Regions from separate parts of the Callithrix jacchus genome. Here region 2 is linked to region 1. Evidence: chromatin contacts called from public Hi-C data. All regions are on one chromosome and are shown on one strand. The core of a region is the stretch at or near the end of the contact, and the rest is flanking DNA. Distances in the headings are between cores, read along the strand shown.

Evidence for each region. A called contact is a pair of places that touch in the nucleus more often than the background predicts.
Region 2: a Hi-C map of skeletal muscle shows a contact between it and region 1, with 3 times the contacts expected there. The contact joins the promoter of POLA2 here to the promoter of TM7SF2 in region 1. A contact is called at or near these places in 3 of 3 Hi-C or Micro-C datasets (induced pluripotent stem cells and skeletal muscle).

What each region holds. Positions count from the first base shown.
Region 1 is chr10:122,190,650-122,196,749 of calJac240_pri, reverse strand. TM7SF2 (transmembrane 7 superfamily member 2) reads right to left here and starts at 3,731. Exons shown (of 10, transcript XM_002807364.7): 1 at 3,544-3,731; 2 at 2,939-3,135; 3 at 2,785-2,839; 4 at 2,241-2,435; 5 at 2,060-2,163; 6 at 767-886; 7 at 510-678; 8 at 189-269; 9 at 1-105. The coding sequence starts at 3,595. It overlaps VPS51 (VPS51 subunit of GARP complex), which reads right to left. Exons shown (of 11, transcript XM_078341397.1): 8 at 5,782-6,000; 9 at 5,158-5,279; 10 at 4,980-5,067; 11 at 3,901-4,266. The coding sequence ends at 4,006.
Region 2 is chr10:122,347,613-122,353,712 of calJac240_pri, reverse strand. It overlaps POLA2 (DNA polymerase alpha 2, accessory subunit), which reads right to left and starts at 2,264. Exons shown (of 18, transcript XM_002755525.5): 1 at 1,801-2,264. The coding sequence starts at 1,879. It overlaps LOC108593878 (a long non-coding RNA gene), which reads left to right. Exons shown (of 2, transcript XR_013523479.1): 2 at 1-1,443. It also overlaps the pseudogene LOC100412637.

The DNA.
Region 1 (6,100 bases), core at 2,482-4,981:
CCAGAGCCATGATGAGGTCTCCAAGGTAGTTGGGATGGCGGACCATACCCCACCACCCAGACACTAGCAGCTGCCGCCCTGTGGCTGTAGAGATGGTCTCAAGCCCTGGGGAAAGACAGCAGGGTAGGGAGTTTCCAGGAAGTCCAGCTGCCCCACCTCACCCATGGCACCCTAGAGACCCAGCTCACCAGCCACTCTGGGGTCAGAAGGATTCTTTCGGAAAGTGTTTTTCTGGGAATTCGCCCCACGGAAGATGTAGTAACCAATAGCTGGTGAGAGAGTGTGAGCCGGTGGTCAGGGTCAAGGGTTGCAGCCTCCTGCCTTCCCTGACCATCTTCCCAACCTGTCTGTAGCCCAGACTCTGCCTGGACACCCAGGACCCCGCCCTGGCTTTAGAGAGGACCCTGGGGGTTAGCACCTCTGTGGTGGTGCTGCGTAAACAGCGCATGAATGAATGGGAGAGGGGACAGATGGGCCCAGCCTGCCCATTGATGACCTTCGTGACTGACCATTGATGAGGCAGATGATAGCGGCCATGGGCAACCCTAGGGGCTGTGGGTGGTGCAGCAGAAACTGGGCCTGCAGGCTGTAGGTGAAGGGTACCCAAGCTATGTCCCCAAATGCCAGCATGAAGCCAAACCCGTCATGTGTGATGTCCATGGTGGTAAGGACAGCCTCCTGCAGGGTAGATAGGACCCAAACACACTGGCTTAGTCCCCATGCGGCCCTTAGACACCCTCCCTTGTGAGGGTGAGTCCAGCCTCACCTCGTGCCAGAGGGCATCACCCACATAGAGTAACTGGAAGCCATTGACCAGCCACATGGCCAGTGAGGGACTGCCTCGAAGCTCTGCCTCCTTCACCAACAGGGCCAGGTTGATGAGGACCTGGGGGAGAGGGAACAGGGTAATCATCTCCACAGAGGTGGCAGCCCTGGGTAAAGCAGTGGCCAGCCTCTGCCCTTCTCAGCTGTCAGTTACACTCCAGCCCTTTGTTGAGTGGATCCAGGCTCTGGACCCAGGACAAAGAGACTGTGGACCGGGAGGTGCTCAAAGCCTGCTTCTTCTTGCCTTGTCTGTCCTGAGCTCTTTCAAGGAGCAACCCAGGGAGCAGTTGGGGGCTCAGGCTCCAGAGCGAAAACAGACCTGGTTTGGAATCTCAGCATCATCACTTGGGCAGGTTGCTTACCCTCTCCACAGCCTACTTTCCCCACCCCTGTGTGAAAAATGGGGATAATCATGGGCCTGTCATTACTCAATGGTATCATTGTGTTCGAAGCACTCCAGCATGTGCCTGGCACGTGGTACATGCTCAGTGCTGGCTAGCTGGAGCAAGCCTTAGCTGGGCGCCTGCATTTTACACTGAGCTCTGTTCTGTTATGAAGTTTACCTCTTCTAATCTTCCAGTAATCTTAGGAGAAAGCTTTAATTTTATCCCATTTCAGAGATGAAGAAAGGGCCTCAGATGTGCCTGTGGTCAGGCCAGGGCCCAGATCCAAGGTGGGCACTTGGCACTCTTGTTTCAGGTAAGAGAATTTCCAGGGTGACAGGAGAGGCCTTGCCCAAGAGTCCCTTTGGGTAATCTTGGCCACAGTCCGGCATGGGTGATTATAACCAGAGAACACAGTTGGAATGTTATCAAGGCCACCAGTGACAGGCAGGTTGCTAAACCCAGTGATCAATTTCAGGTTCTGCACTGCCTTGACCATCAAGCAGCACGCCATCACTCCCCAGAAGTAGATTCTGTGCTTGACTGCTGCTGAGAATTGCGCATGCTCTCATAATGTCATCCGTCACATGCTATATATATTTTACTTATTTTTTGTCTGTCTTTCCACTAAAATGTAGGCTCTCTTTGACAAAGATGTTTTTCTTGCCTCTATTTTTGTCTCCCAGTACCTAGAGCAGGGCCTAGGGCACAGGTGGATTTAACAAATGTTTGTGACCTATGTATGATTAATGATTCTTATCTGCACAGTTTTGGCCCTGCCTTGCCCAAGCACTGCTCACCCACCCTAACCCTCCCCCGGCCTGAGGCCAGCTCAGTCAAGTCCAGCATACCCAGCCGATGAGGCCAGGCCGCAGTTCACAGAAATATTTGAAGTCGAAGGAACAGATACGAGGGTTGAGCTCCCGTCCCAGAAAAAAGTCGTAAATCGGATTGCCTAGAGAATATTGGAGAGTGCAGGTACAGGCAGACGCCCCATCTGCCTCCATCTCCACCCCCTAGCACCCCTCTCACCTGAGTTACCCCCAGGTGCCAGGGCCGAGACTGGGGCTACCTGCGCCTTCAGGTAGAGAAAGAGGCTGAAGATGAAAGCGGTGAGGGTGGCGACAAACGCCAAGGGCAGGAGCATTTCCGGGAGCGCCCCCAGAGGCAGCCCCGCCGACATCCCCAGCCCCACCAACAGAGCGGTCAGCACCAGGGCCTGGAAGCCTGAACCACAGCGCACAGTGAGCCCGGGGGCTGCGCACCTCCACATTCCCACCCCGCAAACACACACAGAGCCCAAAACTCAGGGGGGCCACAGACCCTGCCCCAAGCATCAGGCTGCCACCCTGGCCTTAAGAGGATCACCCCAGCCATTGCTGAGTGCAGAGTAGCTGTAAATGGGGTGGGGTATGGGGACGAGGGGATTAGGGAGAGCCCCCGGGTCTGTCCTGGCGGTAACAGAGGCACACAAACGGGCCTGGGGTGGGGGCCAATCTCCGTGGACCTCCCCGCCAGGCCTGGAGCTCCACCCCCGGCCGCACAATTCCAGCGCGAGGGCCCGTTCCCCAGGCACCGTTAATGGGATAGCGCAGGCGACTCTTGTCCTTCAGTTCCAGCCCCTTAGCCACCTGCGGGTCCAAGGGAACTCTGATAAGGCCCGGGGCGTCTTCTCCCTCGCCCAGCCCCTCCGCTTCCCTCCCCCGCGCGTCCGCGAGCGGGGCCCGCACCTTGCGCGCCGGCAGTAGATAGAGCGCCGCCTGCAGGCCGAGCCAGGCGAGCCATAGCAGCAGCGCCCGTGGGCTCCACAGCGCCTCCAGCCCTGGCAGTGACGCTGGTGGGCCCAGGAGGCGCGCGGGGCCCGAGCGGGCCGCCAGGAGCAGATGGAACACAGTGGCAGGCAGCAGCAGCATCAGAGCCGCGGCGCCTGCGGGAAGGGCCATCGCGTCTAGCGTCCGCCCCCAGCCCCCGGCTGGCTCCCCCAGGCGCCCTAACGTCTCTGCGGGGTCTCCCAGGCATGCCCAGCGCCCGCCTCCGCATCCCGTTCTCAGCCCTCAACCCCCAGGCTCCCCGCTGCCTCCCGGTCCCCTGCCCCCCTCGAAGATCCTCCTTCTGCTCCCAGTAGACCCCATAAATCCGTGCTCTGCAGCCCCCAGAACCGGCCCCTCCTCAGCTCTCGCTCTCCAGACACTTCTGCTCCCTCTGCCCCCGGCTCCCTCTGCCCACGACACTCACAGGCCTTCCATCCTCAGATCCCACCCCCGCTCTTAGTTCACCCCCTCCAGCTCTCCTTCGTTCAGCCTTTGCCCCAGGTTCCCTCTCTCTGCCCCATTACCCATGGGGCCACCGAATTCCAGTGGAGCCCGGGGGCCCTGAGGGGGGTCCATGGTCTCCGCTCTGCTGGAGAGGGGGCGCTCACAATAGTCGGTCAAGGAAACACAGCCCGCCCCATTTCCCAGGAGACGGGCTCTGCAGCGCCGAGGATCCGGCCCCGCGGCGGCTGCACCTGCCAGAACACTGAGTGCAGACAGGGACCACGCCTGTCCGAGTATTTAGGTGGACCCGCCCCCTGCCCATCCTGGGCCCAGAACACCAGCCAATCGGCACTCGGGGGCGGAACCGACGCGGGCGCCTCAGAAGCCTCAGCTCCAAAACCCCGCCCCCGGAAAGGTCCGCCCAGCAAACGAGAGGAGACAATCACACAGGTTTATTAGGCGGGGCCTGACACCTGCCAGCGGTGAAAGACCACCCGGGCCATGGGGCGCCGGGGCAGGCCCGTGCATGGCAGCGGCTGTTCCTAGCCGCGCTCGCAGATGACCTCGACCACACTGGGTTCCATGGGCACAGGATCTGGGCAGCGCAGGGCAGCCGAGGCCACCACTTCGTCTAGGAGCAGGTGCACGAGTTCTTCATCAGCCACAAAACGCCACAGGTAGAGCTGCAGAAAGTGGCAGTCCACTTGCACCTGCTGCAGCCCGAAGCGCCCAAAGGTGCGCAGCCGCACACACTCCAACAGGGTCTTCAGGCTGATCTTGATGATGCCCGTCAGCACTGACACCTGCAGGCAGGGACACAGGGATGAAGCTTGGGGACAGCAGGTGTTGGCGAGGGGCACCCAAGTTCTGAGCAGGGGCCATGGAGACATACGGTGCCAGTAGCTGGGATGAGGCAGAAAGTCCCCAGGGCCAGATAAGAGGGGAGGGATACAATGTTAGTGCTGTCATCTGGAGGGCAGGGGACAGGTAGGGCCCAGCAATCAGAGGCATCCCTGAGCTTGGAGAGTGGGGGGCCAGGGACCATGGGTGTAGGGCCCAGCAATCAGAGGCATCCCTGAGCTTGGAGAGTGGGGTGCAGGGACCATGGGTGTAGGGCCCAGCAATCAGAGGCATCCCTGAGCTTGGAGAGTGGGGGGCCAGGACCATGGGTGTAGGGCCCAGCAATCAGAGGCATCCCTGAGCTTGGAGAGTGGGGTCCAGGGACCATGGGTGAATAGGAAATCCTGGGGAGGACCCAGGACTACTGTGGGACAAGGACAAGGGCAGAGAGTCATCCCAGGTCGGTACCGAGACTCAGGCTGGGCATACACCAAGTTTGGGGCAGGGGCCATGGAATTTGGGGACAGGGTACTCTGGACTGCCTAAAAACAGTCCTAGAGACAAACTGGAGGGTCAAGGTCACCCCCAGTTGGTCAGAGTCCTGGGGCTCCTTGGGCAGGTGTGGGGCTGCTCCAGCCAACCCTCCCTGGGCTCCCTGGAAGTCTGAGTCACGGACCTTGTTGAACTCCACAGGGCTGAACACATCAATACGTTCAGAGAATAGCTTCTGGATATTGCTCAAGAGGTTGGTGTCCATCGGGGCACTGGATTGGGGGAGACAACGAATCAGGGCCTGCCCTGCACCTTCAGCCGCTTTTGCCCATTTCCCCTGGGGCTCCCCTGACCAGCCAGACCTGGGGGTATAGCTGGGGGCGTAGCGGCCCTGCTGCCGAGAGCTGCTGTACACGGAGAAGGTCCTCTTGCTGGAGTCGCTGCTCTGGGCCTTTCGAACACCCTCTTCGTACAGGAGACCCACCTGGTGGTAAAAAGAGGTACTGCAACACCTGTTGTTGAGGACTACATGATTTAAAAAAAAAAAAAGGTACTGCATGGAGATCCGAGCACATGGTCGCTATTTATAGAACCAGTGGAGTGGGGCAAAGGCAGGACAGAAGAGTTGGTCTGATACCTAATCTTCAGCACCAACCCTGCCCTGACTTCCTGGGTAATCCTGAGCCTCTGCTTACCCACAGGCAAAACGGGGGTGAAGATGCCATCACCCAGTGCTGAGAAGGAACATGACAGTGGACACAGGCACTGCCCAGCCCCTTTCGTCTTCATCTTGGAGATTTGTTTCCCCGGGGTTCCCTCACAGATGCCTTGGCTACAGAACTCACCCCATGAGGAGAGGCCCAGATACACAACAGGTCCTCTCCTCCAGGCAGGGGCCACTAGTGATCCTCTGCTGCCCCAGCCCCCCATGAAGGGACAGCACCCCCAGCCTGCATCAGGGCTCCCTGGGCCAGCTTGGGCAGCACCTGCACGTCGATGGCGGTGGTATCCTCCACTACCCGCTTCATGACGGCACGCACGTTCCGGGGCTCCAGGGTGCTGAGCCAGTCCCGCGTCTCCACGCTCTTGCGCAGCATCTGCGATATGACCAGGCCCTGCACCTTCACGTAGTGGGTCAGCAGCCGCCGTGCGGTCTCCCTGGCCTCTGCACACAGTGTGCTCACGGGCGTCACCGGGGACTGATCCTGAGCCAAGGAGGCAGAGGACAGAGGGAGTGGGTAAGGGGGACATTTCAGGGGCCACTGCCAACCAGGAGCTAGGCAGACTAGGCAACATGGAGGCTGG
Region 2 (6,100 bases), core at 1,015-3,514, 160 kb before region 1:
TAGAAGCTGTAGTGAGTCAAGATGACACCATTGCACTCTAGCCTGGGTGACAGAGGGAGACTGCATCTCAAAACCAAAACCAAAAAACGGCCAGGCTCGGTGGCTTACGCTTATAATCCCAGCACTTTGGGAGGCTGAGGCGGGAGGATCATGAGGTCAAGAGATCAAGATCATCCTGGCCAACATGGTGAAACCCTGTCTCTACTAAAAATACAAAAAATTAGCCAGGTGTGGTGGTGCACACCTGTAGTCCCAGCTACCCAGGAGACTGAGGCAAAGGAATCGCTTAAACCCAGGAGGCAGAGATTGCAGTGAGCTGAGATCATGCCACTGACTATACTCCAGCTTGGCAACAGAGCGAGACTCCATCTCAAAAATAAAAAAAAAAAAAAAGAGACTGGGGAAATACGGTTGACTGTCAGAAAACATTAAGGTGCCATTGAGGCTACTGATAATCCAAAGTCCATAATTCCAAAGCCACGCCAGTTTAGCCCTACGTGAGAGATGGAAGCAACTGTGATCTTGGCCTGAAGCCTTTACAAATTTGGTTCATATAACTAATTACTCTTGTGTTGATTTAATGCTTACCATGTAAATTTCTGACTATAATAGCTTTTCCACTTAAGCTTACTTTCTAAAAGTGAAGGGCCGGGCACAGTGGCTCATGCCTGTAATCTCAGCACTTTGGGAGGCTGAAGTGATTGGATCACTTAAGGTCAGGAATTCAAGACCAGCCTTGGCCAAGCCTTCTTACCCCATCTCTACCAAAATATATATACATATATATTAGCCGGGCCTCGTGTCAGGTGCCTGTAATCCTGGCTACTTGGGAGGCTGAGACAGGAGAGTTGCTTGAACCCCAGAGGTGGAGGCTGCAGTGAGCTGAGATCGCGCCACTGCACTCCAGCCTGGGAGATAAAGCAAGACTCTGTCTCAAAAAAAAAAGAGAAGGCACTGGGCCTGAAGACTTGAAGTATTCTGGTTTCTGAACGGAATTTCTCACCATAAATAAACATGTTTGCATTCTCTTTTTCTATATAAGAAGTTCAAAGTGTTGAGTGGTTAAGGCAGGTGCACATTCATACCGATTCTAGAACTTCCACATCTCCCAAGCTTTGCTTCAAATAACTCCTTACACTGCTCTACAGCTTGACCAACACGATGGACTCCTATACTGGAGCACTGGACTCTGCGGCAGGACACCTGGCTTCATAGACAGCTCAGGCAATTCGCTTTCCTTGTCTGTTTCTCCATATGTAAACAGAGGGAGCCAACAAGCTCCCTAAAGCTCCTTCCGAAGCTCAAATTCAATTTTAGGAACCCACCTCAGGGGATTCATATTTGCACAGAACCACCAACAGCTGTGATGAGAACTGATGGATCAGCAGAGGTTTACGGTGTAGGGAAAGGCAGGAGCCAAGAATAAAGAGCTACATATCAAAACCCCCACACCTCTTGCTTCTTTACCAGGGTGTCAACAATTTCCAAACTCGGGTGCCACCCGAGCCTCGTTTCGATCTAGCACATCCCAATTCCGCCTTCCGGGAACTTCGAGTTGGTTTAAAATCCGGCTGCATATTCTTATTTTTCATTTAGCATTCAGTTGGTACCCAGCGGGCATTTCAAAGTCCCCACATCCTAAATCTCAAAACTCAGTTTGATTCTTCATCTCACAGCCACCGAGAACTCGGCTCAAGGGAAGGTGGAAACTGGAAGCGCTACTCTTTCGGTTTTGAGCGCCGAGGAACTCGGGCGAGAGCGCGGAGCACCGCTGGGGCGCGGGAGGGGTGCGGGACTCACATTTCTCAATCAGAGCCTCCTCGCAGTCTAGGCCGAAGATCTGCAGCTCCTCCGCCAGCTGCTTGGGCGACACGGACATGGTCGCCCAAGCCGGGGGCCGGGAAGAGGGCCCACCCAGCTCCGACCTGCGCCCAAGAAACCCGCGGGCGTGGCGAGCGACGAGCGCCTCGGCTTCTTATCCTTCCACCCTCCGCGGACCGTGACAGGAGGTGATCAGCTAGCCCAGGCAAGACCTCACACTGTCAGAAGGCCCCAGCCTTTAGTCGCAGAGAAATACTTTTTTTTAAATAATGAAGGGGTGGCCCCCAAACGCCCTGAATGGAGGGAGTAGAAATCTCAGGAGGACGCTTTCCTGGGGAGAACGTCCCGCTTCCTAAAAGCTACCCCCGAGCTTCTCAGTGACGGTAACAGAACAAGAGTGGCCAGGAAAAACCCGCCAAATGGTTCGTGGAGCGCACGCATGCGTGAGACCCTGCTCCAGCCCCACCCCTTTCCCTTGCTTTCCGGGGCTCATCCCCCGGACCCCATGCACGCACGCGCGACCCAGGGCGCGTGCGCACTAGCGGGCGTGTGGACGACTCTACGCACGCGCCTAGCGGCCAGCCCGCTGGCAGCTGCGCAGTTGTCTCTCGCTGGGCGAGGAGGAGGGGTGTGACCGGCGAAGCCCCGGGGTTACATGTAAGGAAATTGAGTCTGTGTGCTAATGGCAGATACCTGTTTTCTGGGCATTGGCTGCTCGGTGAAGCTCAGTGGCTTAGGTTCGTCACTCTTTTTCTTTGTTCGGTTGTGCGCTGGCGCTGTAGTGCGCCTGCCGTCGACTGTCTCAAACTTACTGTACCTCCTTCTCCGTTCCCCTTGTCATCCCGTGGTTCATCCTACTGAAAAGAATGGCTTCAGTAGGGAATCTGGTTGCCATGGTTATTATCGTGATTATCACCGTGGTGCCAGCCACAGTGCTGGGTATTTTTTCTGAATCTGGAGCATTTGGCGGGGGGGATATGAGGTGGGAAGGTGACAGAAATAATTTAGTTTTGGACAGGTTATGTTTGAGTGCCCCTGGGATTTCCAGGTAGAGATTCCCAGTGGGTGACTGGGAATTCCCCAGGGGGGCTTGGGAGTAAATGTAGGTCACTAAAAGAGGGTTTAAGATGAGAAGAGGGTGAAATAGATCATAATTCTTTGAGCCAAAACTCTCAACCGTAGGCGTCATACTCTGCTGGTGGGGTAGTAGACTGGTAGAGCGTTTCTAGAAAACAGTTTAGCAATATGTATCAGGAGCCTTAAAAATACCCATCCCAGACCGGGCGCGTTGGCTCACGCCTGTAATCTCAGCACTTTGGGAGGCCGAGGCGGGCGGATCACTTGAGCCTAGGAGTTCAAAATCAGCCTGGGCAACATGGTGAAAACCCTTCTCTACAAAAAATTAGCCTGCTGCGGTGGCAGGTGCCTGTGATCCCAGCTAGTCCGGGGCTGAGGCAGGAGGATCGCTTGAGTTCGGGAGGTGGAGGCTTCAGTGAGTCAAAATCACCTCTCTGCACTCCAGCCTGGGCGGCAGAGCAATATCCTGTCTCAAAAAACAAAAACCAATTTTAGGAACCCACCTCAAGGGATTCGTATTTGCACAGAGGATCCATCATGAAAGATTGGCTCTTTCAGGGTTCACACACTTACGCCTCAAATATTTACTATCTGATTTTTTACAGAAAATGTTTGCAGTTTCCCACCATCGACAATAACTGCTGGGTAGCAAATGTGTTACATACGTGTTTTTCCCAGCCTCTTTTAACTTTATGGTTTTTATCTACCACACAAAATTGTACAATTCTTTCTCTTAATGGGTTTTAGGTTTCTTGCTTTGCTTGATAAGCTAATGCAAATATTCTTCCAATTTTTGTTTATTTAATTACTTGACATTTTGCCTTTAGATCCCTAATCCACCTAGAACTAACCTTATTTGTGATGTGAGGAAGGATTTAGCTGTGTTTTATTCCTGACAAACAGCCAGCATGTCAGCAGTTATATTTAGGAAATAAAACATTCTTCTCCAACTGACTCGAACCGTAATCTTTCATATCTCAGGTCCCCAGAAACAGTTGAATTTGTTTCTGGATTTTCTGTTTTATTCCACTGATTTGTTGTCTTTTCTGTGTCAATATAATATTTTGATAGCAGGAGTAAATCAAGTGGGTTTTAGATCTGTGACATAGCTAAAACAATTGTAGCTGGGACAAAACAAGTGTATTGCTCTGTCGGATGAAATAATTTCAGAGATAGGTAACCAGGGCTAAAATGGTGACTTCAAGTTCATCAGGCCTCCATCTTTCTGCTCCACTGTCCTCTAGTGGAGGACATTGGCAAACCATTGTCTATCCCTTTTTGAAGAGGAGTCTTTCTAGAAGTCCTTCCCTAGACTTTAGCCACATAGCCATATCTTTAAAGGACGCTGGGAAATGTAGGTTTATAAGTTATATTGTATTATTGAGGGAACTCATTGCTACCCCATCAATATACACATTTTGTTAGTAAGAAAAGAGTTAAGGCTGGGCGTGGTGGCTCATGCCTGTAATCCCAGCACTTTGGGAGGCCAAGGCTGGCAGATCACGAGGCCAGGAGTTCAAGATCAGCCTGGCCAATATGGTGACACCCTGTCTCTACTAAAAATACAAAAATTAGCTGAGCATGGTGGCAGGCACCTGTAATCCCAGCTACTTGGGAGGCTAAGGCAGGAGAATCACTTGAACCCAGGAGATGGCGGTTGCAGTGAGTTGAGATCGTGCCATTAGACTCCAGCCTGGGCAACAAGAGTGAAAACTCCATCTCAAAAAAAAAATGGGTAATCAGGCTGGGCGTGGTGGCTCACACCTGTAATCCCAGCACTTTGGGATGCCAACGTGAGCGGATTACCTAAGGTCGGGAGTTCAAGACCAGCCTGACCAACATGGTGAAACCCTGTCTCTACTAAAAAAAAAGAAAAATAAAAAATTAGCCAGGTGTGGTGGGTGCCTGTAGTCTCAGCCACTCAGGAGGCTGAGGCAGAAGAATTGCTTGAACCCAGGTGGCACTGTTGCACTGCACTCCACTCTGGGCAACAGTAAAACTGTCTAAAAAAGGTCTTTTCCAGCTTCAGCCCCGGACCCTACAGCCGCTTAGATGTTGATGCCTAAGAACTGGATTGCCATTTATGAGCTCCTTTTAAAGGAGGGAGTCACAGTGGCCAAGAAGAATGTCCACATGCCTAAGCGCCCAGAGCTGGCAGACAAGAACGTGCCCAACCTTCATGTCATGGAGGCCTTGCAGTCTCTCAAGTCCCGAGGCTACGTGAAGGAACAGTTTGCCTGGAGACATTTCTACTGGTACCTTACCGATGAGGGTATCCAGTAACTCTGTGATTACTTTCCTCTGCCCCCAGAGATTGTGCCTGCCACCCTACGCCCCAGCCGTCCAGAGACAGGCAGGCCTCGGCCTAAAGGTCTGGAAGGTGAACGACCTGCAAGACTCACAAGAGGGGAAGCCGACAGAGATACCTACAGACGGAGTGCTGTGCCACCTGGTGCTGACAAGAAAGCCGAGGCTGGGGCTGGGTCAGCAACTGAATTCCAGTTTAGAGGCAGATTTGGTCGTGGACGTGGTCAGCCACCTTAGTAAAATTGGAGAGGATTATTTTGCCTTGAATGAACTTACAGGAAAAAAAAGTATAATCAGGGTTTTGTTGTTTTCATCTAGTTCTGTTTTACTTAGAGAGTTTATTAGGAATGACTGCTGAATTGTACCCAACACCACAAAGGAATGATTTTCTCCTTTAGCTGATTAGTGTAAGAAAATGTGTCACTCACAAGAACAGAAAATCAAACACTCATGTTCTCACTCATAGGCGGGTGTTGAACACATGGACACAGAGAGATGAGCATCACACACTGGGGTCTGTTGCAGGGGGGTACTAGGGGAGGGACAGCGGGGAGTGGGGAGTTGGGGAGGGATAACATGAGGAGAAATGCCAGATATAGGTGATGGGGAGGAAGGCAGCAAACTACATTGCCATGTATGTACCTATGCAACAGTTTTGCATGTTCTTCACATGTACCCCAAAACCTAAAATGCAATAAAATATATATATATTTTTAAATGTGTCACTTTAATCATAATAAACAATTACTTTATTTTAAAAGAGAATGTATTAAAAACTTTTGTGCATCACTATTAAGAAAGTGAAAAGACGATCCTCGGAATGGGAGAAAATATTTGCAAATCATATATTTGAGAATTGTCTAGTATCCGGAGTATATAAAGAATTGTTACAACT